Regions from separate parts of the Capsicum annuum genome. Here region 2 is linked to region 1. A link is a contact called in public Hi-C data. All regions are on one chromosome and are shown on one strand. Each heading gives the region's core, a stretch centred on a gene start, on an enhancer-like site or on the middle of the called end of the contact. The rest is flanking DNA. Distances are from core to core; before and after follow the strand shown. Region 1 overlaps LOC107843449 (PHD finger protein ALFIN-LIKE 1). Region 2 overlaps LOC107873402 (calcium-dependent protein kinase 13).

What was found. Hi-C and Micro-C count contacts between places; a contact is called where the count stands out from the background.
Region 2: a contact with region 1 is called in a Hi-C map of leaf, with 2.7 times the contacts expected there. The contact joins two enhancer-like sites. A contact is called at or near these places in 2 of 5 Hi-C or Micro-C datasets (leaf and placenta).

Annotation. Positions count from the first base shown.
Region 1 is chr10:188,600,632-188,607,512 of UCD10Xv1.1, reverse strand. LOC107843449 (PHD finger protein ALFIN-LIKE 1) reads right to left here. Exons shown (of 5, transcript XM_016687750.2): 4 at 4,595-4,715; 5 at 3,640-4,400. The coding sequence ends at 4,149. Among protein-coding and RNA genes, the nearest start is that of LOC107843449, 8.7 kb to the right of the region's middle. Within about 2 kb of position 2,767, at least 3 of the 5 cell types and tissues checked have an H3K27ac peak or open chromatin away from gene starts, as enhancers often do. A contact at or near this core is called in leaf, where this site is marked.
Region 2 is chr10:188,813,306-188,820,186 of UCD10Xv1.1, reverse strand. It overlaps LOC107873402 (calcium-dependent protein kinase 13), which reads left to right. Exons shown (of 7, transcript XM_016720249.2): 2 at 134-277; 3 at 364-516; 4 at 2,012-2,127; 5 at 2,209-2,376; 6 at 3,413-3,643; 7 at 3,729-4,284. The coding sequence ends at 3,878. Among protein-coding and RNA genes, the nearest start is that of LOC107873402, 11 kb to the left of the region's middle. Within about 2 kb of position 3,871, at least 2 of the 5 cell types and tissues checked have an H3K27ac peak or open chromatin away from gene starts, as enhancers often do. A contact at or near this core is called in leaf, where this site is marked.

The sequences.
Region 1 (6,881 bases), core at 1,518-4,017:
GCAAAATCAACAAAGTTGTTGATATCTGGTGCATGGCAGATCCTCCTTCACAAATGCGCACCTCTGGCCACGAACACGAAGATAGAATTTTTCTTTCATCGCAATCATAAGGTTGTGGCTGCAATCACGATAGGCAGACGAGTCCTTCTTCGCAAACTCGACGAGGATATCGTGAACACAAAGGCCTGAATCATCATCCTTCACGGATGCAAAGCCTTGACCGCGAACGCGAAGGCCAATTTAGTCGTTTGGTCAGCATTGACCCTTACGAACGCAAAGGGTTGACTGTGTTCGCATGGCATTATTCACTGAACAATATAAAAGCCTCAATTTCATGATTTTATCCACTTTTGGACCTCCAAGCTTCTCAAAAGGTGATTTTTAAGAATTTCTATCTCGTGTTTTGTATGGGAAACCTCTAAACTTATATTCTCATTATTTTTCATTGATTACATCTTCAAAAACATCTTTTAATCATGATTTTGAAATGAGACTTTGATATTTTTAATGGTAAAGTTTAAAAATAATTTTTCTTCATTTTGGATATCATTTTTTCATGGATTTTCAGGTGTAGACTCCTATAATCTTTGAAAATATATTTCTAAAATAAAATTTGACCTTACCCATTTATTTTTTGAACTCATTTTTCGAACCTATTTTGAAACCGACTGAAATATGGGCAATAGGGGTATCATTAACTTTCTCTTAACACGTAGATGCTATATTTGAATGTTTTAATTGATTTTGAGGTCGTTCGAAAGGAGAAATCTCCGTGTCGAGGCACTTTAGGCTTGAATTTTATCCTTTTGAAGTAGCTTATGGCTTAACTTCTTTCAGATTGAGTTGAGTAGTTAATAAATAAGTAAAGCATGCTATGGGTTGGAGAAATAACTATGGAGTTTATACTTCGAGACTATTATTGTTTTTGTGTGCCTGCGTGGGGGCTTATATTCTATTATCGTTGATTTGTGATATCTGATATTGTTGTGTTTCCCATGTGGGGACTTTATTTGACATAATTGGCCTTATCTGTGGATTTAAATGTTGTTATTCTAGATATAATATTTGTGTGGGGCTTAGATTGTTATTTTAGGACTTTTGAGCATTGATTGTCTTTTTCATGATAGAAATGCCTGAGTTATGGATTGATATGATCTAAATGATGTCTTACATGCATATTTATCTCGATGGTGCCCAATTAGAGTTGATAATCACGAATTGCGGACATATTGAGTTGATTCTGGGCTCACTTATATACATGTTAGATGGATTAGATATCTTTATACTAATTTGATTGTGAGCATTACATCCTCATTCCATATGTATACATTCATGAGTTACTGACACTATTGAGGAACATTAGTTTAAAAAAAAAAAAGACATTTTTATAAAATTCCTCTCTGTGAACACGAGCCGGAGAGATGGTTTGAGATTTGAGGTATGAGATATAGTATATGGATTGCAAAATCCTCATGGGTCCTACCTGGGAGCTGCGAACTCGGTGGATGTATATAGAAAGTCATGCGATGGCTTTCACCATTCATCTCATCTATATTGCATTGCATTGTATTTGCATATGCATATTTCATATTTCTTTAGTTTCCTTGATTTGTATTTAGTTTCGTGTACTTTTCATATGTATTTGTACTTGTTTTCTTTTTAATATTTATATATTTAGAACTGTTGGTGGAGGCGGTATGAGCTACCGTTTGAGACTTTTCTACTTTCAGGTGACGTGCTCATAGTTTATTTTATTTTACCTTATTTTCTGTTTTGCTCAGTCGGCCTATGATACCTACTGAATACAAATGGATTGTACTCACCTCTAATGTGTCCTTTCGGTGCAAATCCTAGTATGAGTATTACACACGGAGGTTCAAATCGTGTTATTGATTGGTGATATTCGAGGTATCGGTTGCTCTATGTCTTCAAAGTCGACCCCAAACCTCTTCTTGTCTATCTGGATGTCTTTATTTTTGTTTTCAGTACTTCAAATTCAATTTGCATCTTGGGATGGTTTTTGTATCTTGTTCGAATTTCTGCCCTTTGATAATATATATATATATATATATATATATATATATATATATATAACTCGACACATATGACTCGACTTCGTTCTAGAAGCCTTGTTTTACTTTACTGCATTATTTATTTTGTATTTTTTTTCTTTGGGGGTGATCAGCTTACTTATCAAGGCTGAACCACGATAAGTGTTATCATGGCCTTATCTTGGTATGATGACAGTTAGTACACGTGAAAGATTTTCCTTCCTCTGTACTTTCTGCATGAGCTTTTAATTTTAGCTGGGTCAAATAATTAATGACTTCTTTTAAAATAATAGTAATTAAAAATGCATGATTGAATTCTCTAACTTCATTTTCATAGAGATTTGAAAACTGAATTGATTACTACGTAGATCATAAAAAGACACGTTATAGTTATTATTAATGTCACCTTGAACTACTTTTTTTTCTTTTATCGTCACGCCAAGTTGTCCAACCCAAATTTAGTATTAGCAAATGCCAAACAGAGTGGCAGTTGGTTGAATAATATTAGTCTAGCTGGCCTATAATGTTTCCCCATTTGGCTAGCTATATGTTAAATTGTTGCATTTAATAGTACACACTGAACTTTTTATGTCCTGCAGGTCTTAATTGCTGTATTTTTAAAACGGGATGGTACATTTTCTGGATTTGCTAGCTGCTGATCCGACCCCCACCCCCCCAAAAATGCATGACAAAAATATGTGTATTGTCTTTAACAAGAACAAAAAAAGTTGGTTGGAAGAACATCATTGATAGAGTAATCGAAAATTACAAAGCATTTAATGTTTGGATGTTTTGGAATCAAATTCAGATCTATGAGACTAAAGTTGCGAGTAATGTTTGAAGTTCGCCTCCCAAACTTTAGACTCGTATGCTTGAAGTAGGAATAACCAAGCATTAACTCAGCATTGGTATCTTGTGTACCGGTAATGTTTGAAGTTGGTCTCCCCAACTTTAGACGTGTATGCCTAGAGTTAGCATAGCCAAGCATTAACTTCTTGTTGTTATCTTGTCTACGCAAAGTGTTTCACTTTGTGTGACAATTACCACGCCAAAAACCTGACAAACTTATGAAAGTGAATACATGAGATAAACTGTGAGAATTGTAGAGAAGAAAATGATTTTCATACCAACATCCTGGAAACTAGATGAAAGTTAATTCACGGTGAATATCGATTGAACAGATATGAGTGTTCAAAGCAGACATTTGGTGCTATTTCAATATTTTTATGTCCCTTTTCAGCTTTTCATTGATGAAAGATGAGTTCCGCTTAAGCTCATGGCAAGTTGCACTGATCTTGCCAGACATTGCATTTTCTACTACTACAAAGGTTGGAGGACAAAGCTTACAGGTATCAGGGAAAAAATAAGTTACAATTGTTGCCAAGCACAATAGGTTTTTTTCTTTATAACCATGGCGTCCGGGTCAGCTTGTTCACAACTCTACTAATTCCACTTTTTGTCTTTGCTGAGATTCGAAGTTGAGACTTTATGGTTCTCGACCCACTTCATTGATCAATAGGCCACACCCTTGGGTGCTTGCCAAGTACAATATGTTAACACGGGCGATAAATATTATGACAGGAAGATAGGTAGGAATCTAATGAATGCAGATAAATTTTGGAAACAAACTAAGCCAGCTAAAAGAGTTGTCAACTAACTGAACTCGGCATCTTGCTTTCTACTTTACAGTGTACATTTGGGTGAAGAAATCTAAAATCAAAAAGCTAACAAGGCCAGTAGAACTGTCAGTTAACCAGTAAAACAATCTGAAACCAGCTCAAACCGTAAAAATAATACAACATCAAGAATAAATTAACAAACTTTCTATTTAGGCATCTAAAGTGGATATAAGGGAAGAAGAACCCAAATTCAGTCCCCCGTTCCAATGGCGATGGTGAAAATGTTATGATTAGGACCACATTACATAATGCTGTACTATCCATTTAAGGGAAGAAGAACCCAAACTCAATCCCCCGTTCCAATGATCATGGTGAAAATGTTATAATTAGGATCCCATTACATAATGCTGTACTATTTTGTATGTTGCCATAGCAACAAAGTTGATGGCATGACCCCTCTCTCTAATTCATGAAGCAACTATGGTCTGCTCCGCTTCAAGCTACATGACGGGCATTTATACTGCTTTATGCCCTCAGCTTTGGCAGGTGTGATCTTCACACACTTACCATGGAACCATCTCTCGCAGATATCACAGCCAATCCAAAATTCATTAGCATTGTAATTCCCATCACATCTTCCGCATAGTGTTTCACCGTGTTCTTCTTCATCCTCGCTGCAGCTTTCATCTGCTGGCATTGCAGTGGTTTTAACCTGAACATCAACCGTCCTCTGCAGAAATGTGAGAGCAGTTATTTCGTATCCGAAGAAACAGAAAATACTTAGATAAGGACATACAGAGAGAACTTGAATCTCCATTAGAGCATAATGAACTTAATCCCCAAGCATCAACAACCTGATGATACCAATGGCACCTACCGACTCAGAAACTACAAGAACATAGAGTCGAAGGATGCTTCTTATACCTTTATGCTACCACGGGGTTTGCTCCCGCTATCTGCACTAAGTTTGTCTTTTATGGGCTTTCTTTCTGCTACAACTTCAAAAACAGTGGGCAGATCATTGATCAAGCTGTACAGATGCTTTCTGTGCAGGAACAAACAGAGGAAAGTTAGGATAATCTCTTCCTTTCTTTTTCTTCCTGCGAAATTAATTTAAGCATGTTATACATGTATATCCCCTTCTATTTTATTTTTTGAGTAAGATATGTGCATCCCCTTTGATCAATCAGAAAAGAAATGTACATCACGTGATAAACTTACTACGACATCCTTTTCATTTTATTCGACATTGTTTGACAAGATGTGTAAACCATCCAAGAAGTTTGTACATATGCAACCTGAGGGCTGAGGGGGGAGCGGGTAAAATGGATATTTGAAGTTAAGTGGGCTGAGGGGGGAGCGGGTAAAGCAGATATTTAAAGTCAAGTTATTTCTATTTAGAAAGGTGACATTCTGCATAATCTTATTGGCGTGGTGAGCAGTTTTTGGCCTCTTCTATTGGATATCTTTGGTCCCCTAATCTTTATCTTATTCCATCAGAGAAAGAGAGGAAAAGAAAACAAGCTTTATAGTCCTACTTTGATTGAGCACAATATACCAAGTCGGAACTGCATAATCAAACACATGCCAAAAATTAAGTTAAATGGTTACTTCAAATCTGACCAATACAAAATAAAAATGGGTGTCATATAACTTTGAAAAGAATAATATACATAGAGAGCAAGAAATAGTGAAGATTTTCTTCGACAACCTCTTCTGGGTCCTATGGGTGGAGGGAATATGAGAGCTTTTGATAGAGTTGAAAATGACTTGGGTGCATTCGAGGAATAGCCTCTTGTCTCAAGCTTTTACTGGTGGCCCCATGAGATTCATTTTTGTATCTAAGATTGGGTGTATTTTATGGAGAACCAAATTTTTGTGTAGGCTCTTTACCTTTTGGTAAGAAGAGATGGTAGTCGTACTTTCATAGGCTCTTGAATGACGAGGGGGACAGAGCTATTGTGTTAGGGGAACTGGAGCACTCAGAGGAGTGTCGGGATTTTAGCTATTGTAGACGTTTTAAGGTAGAAGAGGTTAGACAGGCAGTCCGCAGGATGCGTAGGGGTAGGGCGACGGGGCCGGATGAGATACCGGTGGAGTTTTGGAAGTTCGTTGGAGAGGCTGGTGTAAGGTGGTTAACTGGATTGTTTAATGAAATTTTCAGGACGGCAAAGATGCCCGAGGCGTGGAGGTGGAGTACCATGATCCCTCTCTATAAGAATAAGGGGGACATTCAGAGTTGTAATAACTATAGGGGGATTAAGTTATTGAGTCACTCTATGAAGATCTGGGAGAGAGTGGTCGAGGTGAGGCTGAGACGGATAGTGTCTATCTCGAAAAACCAGTTCGGATTTATGCCCGGCCGCTCGACGACGGAGACAATCCACCTGGTACGGAGGTTGGCGGAGCAGTATAGGGAAAGGAAGAAGGATCTGCACATGGTGTTTATCGACCTGAAAAAGGCTTACGACAAAGTCCCCAGGGAGGTGCTTTGGAGATGCTTGGAGGTGAGGGGAGTATCGCAGGCATATATCAGAGTAATTAAGGATATGTATGAGGGAGCGAAAACCCAGGTGAGGACGGCGGGAGGAGACTCAGAGCATTTCACTGTCCGGACAGGATTGCATCAGGGATCTACTCTTAGTCCCTTTTTGTTTGCGTTAGTAATGGATGTGTTGACGCGGCGTATTCAAGGGGAGGTGCCGTGGTGTATGCTCTTTGCAGACGATGTAGTTCTGATAGATGAGACTCGAGGGGGTGTAAATGACAAATTAGAGATGTGGAGGCAAACTCTTGAGTCTAAAGGGTTCAGGGTGAGCAGAAGCAAGACAGAGTATGTGGAATGTAAGTTTAATGACTTGAGGCGGGAGAACGAGGTAGTAGTGAAGCTGGAAGCACAGGGGGTACGTAAGAGGGATAAGTTCAAGTATCTCGGGTCCGTGATCCAGAGTAACGGTGAGATTGACGAGGATGTCTCGCACCGTATTGGAGCGGGATGGATGAAGTGGAAACTCGCGTCGGGGGTGCTGTGTGATAAGAAGGTGCCGCCCAAGCTTAAAGGCAAATTCTATAGGGTGGTAGTCCGTCCGGCCTTGCTGTATGGAGCGGAGTGTTGGCCAGTTAAGAACTCCCACATCCAAAGAATGAAGGTGGCAGAAATGCGGATGTTGCGCTGGATGTGTGGACTGACTCGAGGGGATAGAGTTCGAAA
Region 2 (6,881 bases), core at 2,622-5,121, 210 kb before region 1:
TTCTACCAAAACTATGGCTATTGTAAGCTTTTTTCATCAAACTATGGCTATTGTAAGCTTTTTTCATCAAACATTTTGGTTGAGTTATTTCTGTAACATGTTAATTGTGTTTAAAAAAAGCTGTGGTTTTCAGGTGAGAAGTTTTCTGAAATAGTTGGAAGCCCTTATTATATGGCTCCAGAGGTGCTCAAGCGGAACTATGGACCAGAAATAGATATATGGAGTGCAGGAGTCATTTTATATATTTTGTTATGTGGGGTTCCTCCATTTTGGGCCGGTAACTTCGCTTTCTATAATCCGTCTCATCTACTCACTCTTACATACCATCTCTCTCATTTAATTTGAGGCACTCCTTTGTTGCAGAATCTGAACAAGGAGTTGCACAGGCCATCTTACGAGGGGCAATAGATTTCAAGCGTGAGCCCTGGCCAAGTATTTCAGACAGTGCTAAGAATCTTGTACGTCAAATGTTGGAGCCAGATCCAAAGCTACGACTAACTGCAAAACAAGTACTTGGTACGTTGGGTTTTACACTTTCTGTTTAAGCTCAAAGTGCTTGTTATGATCTTTTAGCATACCCTTGCCTCAATACAGTACACTGCTTTCTCTTCATCTTTTTTGAATCAGTCAGGTAAACATGCATGCACTTAAAATACTAGGCACAATACATAAAGATGCCCTTTAACTTGGCCTCATCTATGACCTTTAACTTTGGGTGTGGACATGTAGGCACTTAAACTTGTATAAAGTTGAACAAGTAGACACATATGTCCTATGTGGCGTTCTACATGTCCACTTCATGTCCTACATGGCGTACTACGTGTATTATGCCACATAGGATGTGTGTCTACTTGTTCAACTTTATACAAGTTTAAGTGCCTGTGCACACCCAAAGTTGGAGGTCATAGATGTGATTGGAGGTCAAGTTAAAGGACAGGTTTATGTATTATGCCAAAATATTACCTGGGTACTTTCCAAAATATCACATTTTGACCATCTACTAAGCCAGCTGGAGGGTTCAGTAAGTGCGGTATGAGATCTCAGCAAACGTTGAAATCAAACAATGGCAGAAACGGGCAAATTACCATGTGATGATTGTCCTATACCTTTCTTACATTTTTCTGACAATCTAAAGTTAATATCTAAACTAGTATGTGGTTCACTCAGATGCTTGAGAGATGCTGTTGTTACCTTGTTTGCTTGCTTATTCTTGTACATCATTATGTTAGCCTTTCTGAAGCTTAATGCGTAATGTTGAAGAAACTTAAGTTATGTGTGCAACCTCAAGCAACTTGGGACGAAGAGGGATGAGGAAGGAAAGGGGGGGGGGGGGGGGGGACTAATGAACATTTAGGGAATTTTTAATTTGGGACAAGCTAAGATTGAATAAGATAATTAATGGAGAAATGCAAATGCAAAGAAATAAATAGCATGTCATATATGTCTTGTAAACTACTTTAGTTGGGGATTCCTGAGTTGTTTAGTGTGATGGAACTTTTGACTTCTATAAATTTTCTTATAAAAAGATTGAATATCTAAATTGGCATTTGTACTTGCACCGGATTTTAAAGTCGGCATCACCTCTACTTATCGGAGTAAGTATTAATAAATGCGTCTTTGAACAGTGATCATGCCTTTATGGAGGTGGTGTAGCTGATGTGGCTGAATTCAGCGTGCAATTCAGCCACATCAACTGCACTGCCTCCATATAGGCAAGAAGGTCAACTGTCTAAGGCGTTTATTAATGCTTATTCTGTTTAATAGAAGTATTAAAATAGGAAAACCGAGACTAGGGGCTTTAAAATCAAGTACATGTGTCTGTTTCGGTATTCTGCCTATCAAGAAAGAAAGAAAACCTTTTTCAGTTTTATGACAGCTGAAGTTTACAAAAAATGGACACTGCTGAATTTGATGAATTGAAATAAGATTTGGAAAATTGGCAGATAATCTCCATTTTGAAGCTTGAAGGTGGTTTTCTTGTATTTTCTGTAATATGTATTCTGTCTTGTAGAACATCCTTGGCTTCAAAATGCTAAGAAGGCTCCAAATGTTCCTCTTGGAGATATGGTCAAGTCAAGACTTAAGCAGTTCGCAATGATGAATAGGTTTAAGAGGAAAGCTCTGAGGGTTAGTTTAATATTCGTACAATATTTTTGTACTAAACACCCTTGCTCTTAGGAACACTAAAAGGTGCTCTATCAAATGCAGGTAATTGCTGATTTCTTGTCAAATGAAGAAGTTGAAGACCTCAAAGAAATGTTTAGCAAGATAGATACCGATAACGATGGTATTGTTTCTGTAGAAGAACTAAAAGCTGGACTTCAAAAAGTCAATTCACAGCTGGCTGATTCTGAAATCAAGATGCTTATTGAAGCTGTGAGTACACCTGCCTGTTCTTTGATAAAAAACTTTTTAGCTTTGATGTCTCAGTTTTTCCCTGGGTTAACTAGGAGTAATACATAAGCTTGCTTGTGGTATTTAAAGGCTGATAATATCTGCAATCCTTATCATCTCACATGTTAATGTTATGAACTTTGTCCATAACGTATGTATGTTGCCTCTTGGACTAGAATAGTTGTTTTAGACTTAAATTTGTGTGGCCCAACCTTGTTGCTCTAGGATAAATTGATCTTGCTGGGACCTATGCTGGTGGGAGATAGCAGGCACCCTGTGGAATTAGTATAGGTGCATGCAAGCTGGCCCAGACACCATGATTATTAAAGAAAAAGATATTGACCCTGCTGAAATATTTATTATATGTTTCCTCTCATAGAGAATCAGCAGAGAAAAAGATGAACAGTTTAAAACCACGGAAGCATGGAGAGTTCATTTTATCAGTTAAAAGAGGGGGAAAGAAACTACTAGGAAAGGACGGACGAGGAAAGAGAAAAGGCAGAAAAGAACTATTCAATCTTCCTTTTTGATTTCGGATTTTTGGGGAAAGTTGTAGTTGTCGTCTTATCTATAGTTTGCGAGTTTATCTCTTAAACGAATAAAAGTTGACTTATATCACCAGGGTAATGGATGACTATCTCTGTTCTTTATGGGTTAGTTGATTTCCCCTCATGATTTCCTAAATTGACCTTGTTTCTATTTAGAGATCGACAAATAGATTCTACTTTTGATGTATGCTTCGCAGCCTCAGTGATTTTAATGTTACTCTTCTGTGCTGAGGTCTTAATACTTAGAAACTGGTGCAGATAATTATGCTTTCCTCTTATAGTTCATTGCTAGCATTATCCTTGAAATGCAGTTAATGGTTGAAATACTTCATATAAAACACGTAAAAACTTTATCCTCTATCCCTTGATAAGAATTAGTGAAAATAATAATGAAGGACGGACAGCAAAAACAATTTAAAAAATAAGCGACAATGCCACAGATATTAATAAGTTGGGTCCATTTTTAACAGATTGACACTAACGGGAAAGGGACTCTGGACTATGGGGAATTTATTGCCATCTCACTCCATCTTCAAAGGATGTCAAATGACGAACATCTGCACAGAGCTTTTTCCTTCTTCGACAAGGATGGCAATGGTTATATCGAACCAGATGAACTTCGGGATGCACTGATGGAGGATGGCTCAGATGACTGTACCAATGTTGCTAATGACATTTTCCAGGAAGTCGATACAGACAAGGTAAACAGACCAGCACACAAATCCTGTATGACTAAACATGAATACAGAGTAGTGATGATTTCTTTTCATCTTCACTTTTTTGCAGGATGGGCGCATAAGCTATGATGAATTTGCAGCCATGATGAAAACTGGGACAGATTGGAGAAAGGCTTCTCGACATTACTCAAGAGGGAGATTTAATAGTCTGAGTGTGAAGCTAATGAAGGACGGGTCACTTAACTTGGGGAACGAGTGAGAAGTTCAGAGAGGCAGAAGTAGTAAGTACTGTATCCAACGTGCATTATATCATACTTTGATATTGTTACGGTGTTCGGCTTAGATTGTTGGCGTTCCAGGATCAAGAAGAGGTGACTTTCATCTGGTTAACCTCTTCAAATTGTTAGTTTGAGTAAACCAATTAGTTTATCGGTGATGGTAACGCACAATGTATGATTCTTTCCTCTTCTCTGAACAATTGTTCTTGTTCAGAAAACTCAAAAACTACGTAGTAGAGCATAGTCTTTGTGAAAGAAGTAGGGGTGGGCATGGTACGGTACGGTACGGTATTTTAAACTTCGGTACGGTAACTTTGATTTTCGGTATATAAAAGAATAATACCATTACCATACCAAATTAGTTCGGCATGGTTCGGTATTTTTAAATTCGGTTTCGGTATTTTACGGTATGGTAATTCGGTAATCATACTTTATTTGATTTCTAAAATTACATATATTCATCTAAAAAAACTATAACTTTAAATTTTAAAAACATCTCAATCATGTTAGGCTAACAACTATCTTTGTTAATCAATTACACAAAAATAACATTTCAATCACAATTGAATAGTCTGAGATGCAAACTCTGAACAACTGTACCAAAACTTAAGCATAGTACTCTTAAATAATAAGCTTCTCAAAAAATTTATTTCTGAATAAAAGCTACTTTTGTGTTCAATTGGATAATGGATGATATATAAATATATTTAATAATGTTAAATATAATATATATATGGGTTTTATATGTTATTAAAAAACTTCGGTGCGGTATACGGCATTTCGGTATTTATTGCATAAATACCAAATACCATATCAAATATCAAAATAATTTAAAATTCCTACCAAATACCATAACATCCATACTGCGGTATAAAAAATTTCGATTTCAATCTGGTATTCAGTATATACCATATCATGCCCACCCCTACCCCTAGAAAGAAGTAACCCTATCATATTTTGTGCCCATAAGAAACTAATTCTTGGAGTATGGAGAGTAGGCAGGTTTAAATTCTAATGCTCATACTCTCAAATGAAGTCCTCTAGAAATAATCTCTCTATCTCCACGGGATAGTTGTAAGGTCTGCGTGCATCTATCTTCCCCAGACTCCACTCGTTGGATTTCACTATGTTGTTGTATTCTCTCAATTGAAGCAGATCTGCTTCAATATTATTTGCTACCAGGAGTAACGTTCAATGGAAGTTTCGATGCCGATTCGGCTCCCCTCCATTTCCACTCTCTCCATTTTGTCCAAGTTCCTATCTTGAATAATAACATCTGACATAGTTCAAATTGAATGACTAAAATTTAATTATTCTAAGTAAATCTCTAACTATTGTTTAGATAATAGCTACATTATATATTTAGTTTAAAAAAATATTGTGATCCCACAATTTTAACATATCCATAAATAAAGCAATAAAAAGTTCTCTTCCTACTTGTTTTTCCTACGCAAGAATTTCATCTTTTAGTTTTTTTGTGAATTAACCTTTTTATTGCATTCAATTTTGAACGATGCCATGTATCATTCAATCAAGGTATGACCTTGGGTGAAAATGGAGAGGAGCTGGATTCCTTTGATTAGTTGATGTATAGTAATTGCAGAAGTAATATGAAGGGACTGGATCAATTCTTTAATCATGACTTTTCTCTCTCTATATATAAGAAGAAATGTTATAAAAAAAAAAAGTCGAACGAATAGGTATATGACGAGCTAAGATAAACTGGAAGAAAAACTCAAACGTACATATAACCGATAAATAATATTACTAGACCAGAATTTACCCTAATTACAACAAGTATAACCAGACCTAGAAAAGTTAACAACTAAAATTATCTGACCCTAGATAAGTGAAGGTTGCTCGGATGGTAAGCACCCTCCACTTCAACTTTGAGATAATGATTTTGAGTCACCAAGAAAGCGAAAAGGTGGGAGCTCATTTAACAGTTGGCCAGTTAAATTTGCCACAAGTTGATAAAAATGGATCTTATACTTGAGGGTATATGCTCAAAATAGTCTCTTAATTAAATAAGTCCAAAGTTCACTTTTAGTATTCGATACAATAATTATTCAATCTTCTATTCTGTATAACATAATACATCAATTGGCTCACAACTTATGAAGTACATATTTTGGTTATGTGGGATTGTAAAATGATGTTCAAATACCATACTCGATCTGCTAAATTTTATGCAACAACAAAAAAAAATTATGCTAATTATAATACATGAACGATAGCAACCAAGCGAATCCCTATTATTTATTTACTAGAAAACATGCTCGTGCTTTTTTCGCTCCATATCATGCAAGTTTTCAAAATACAAAATAAGCATTACATACTACGCATTTCATTAAAAGGTACTATGAAGAAATAAGTACAAAGGTACTAGTACTAATAATAAGAATGAGAATTATTCTCATAGCACACTTAATTTGGGGTCTGCATAGTAGAAAGTCTACTATGCAATACACAAGACAAAAAAAAAAGTCTACTATACAATATAGGGTGGAGAAACCTTTGCCGTTCTACCATTAATCCTTCAATGAGTGCTTTTTTTTTTTTAATCTTGTTATAAGAATTTAGTATCTGAAACTTTTTGAACCGACTAATAAAAAGAAAAAGAATCATCAAGCAGAGGTGCGTTAAGTCAATCTTTTATAGTTGAATACTGTTGGGATTGTTTTGGTGATTGAATGAAACATGCTAGTTGAAATGGTCCACTGAACTGAGGTGTAGAGTCAAGATAACACAAGTTCGTCACTAGAAGATGAAGACAAGACAAGAATGCTTGAGATCAGGACTTGATAAAATCATAATGATTATCACATGTGAAAAAGAAGTTGTGTTTGAGTAAACACTTGAAGATAAGTTAAAGAAAGTGTTTCACTCAAATGAGGAGATTTAATTGAAGAAAGACTTTGGCTTAACAACAAACTTTGATGAGTTGAAGAGTCCAACGAAAGATAGAAGATTGACGACATAAA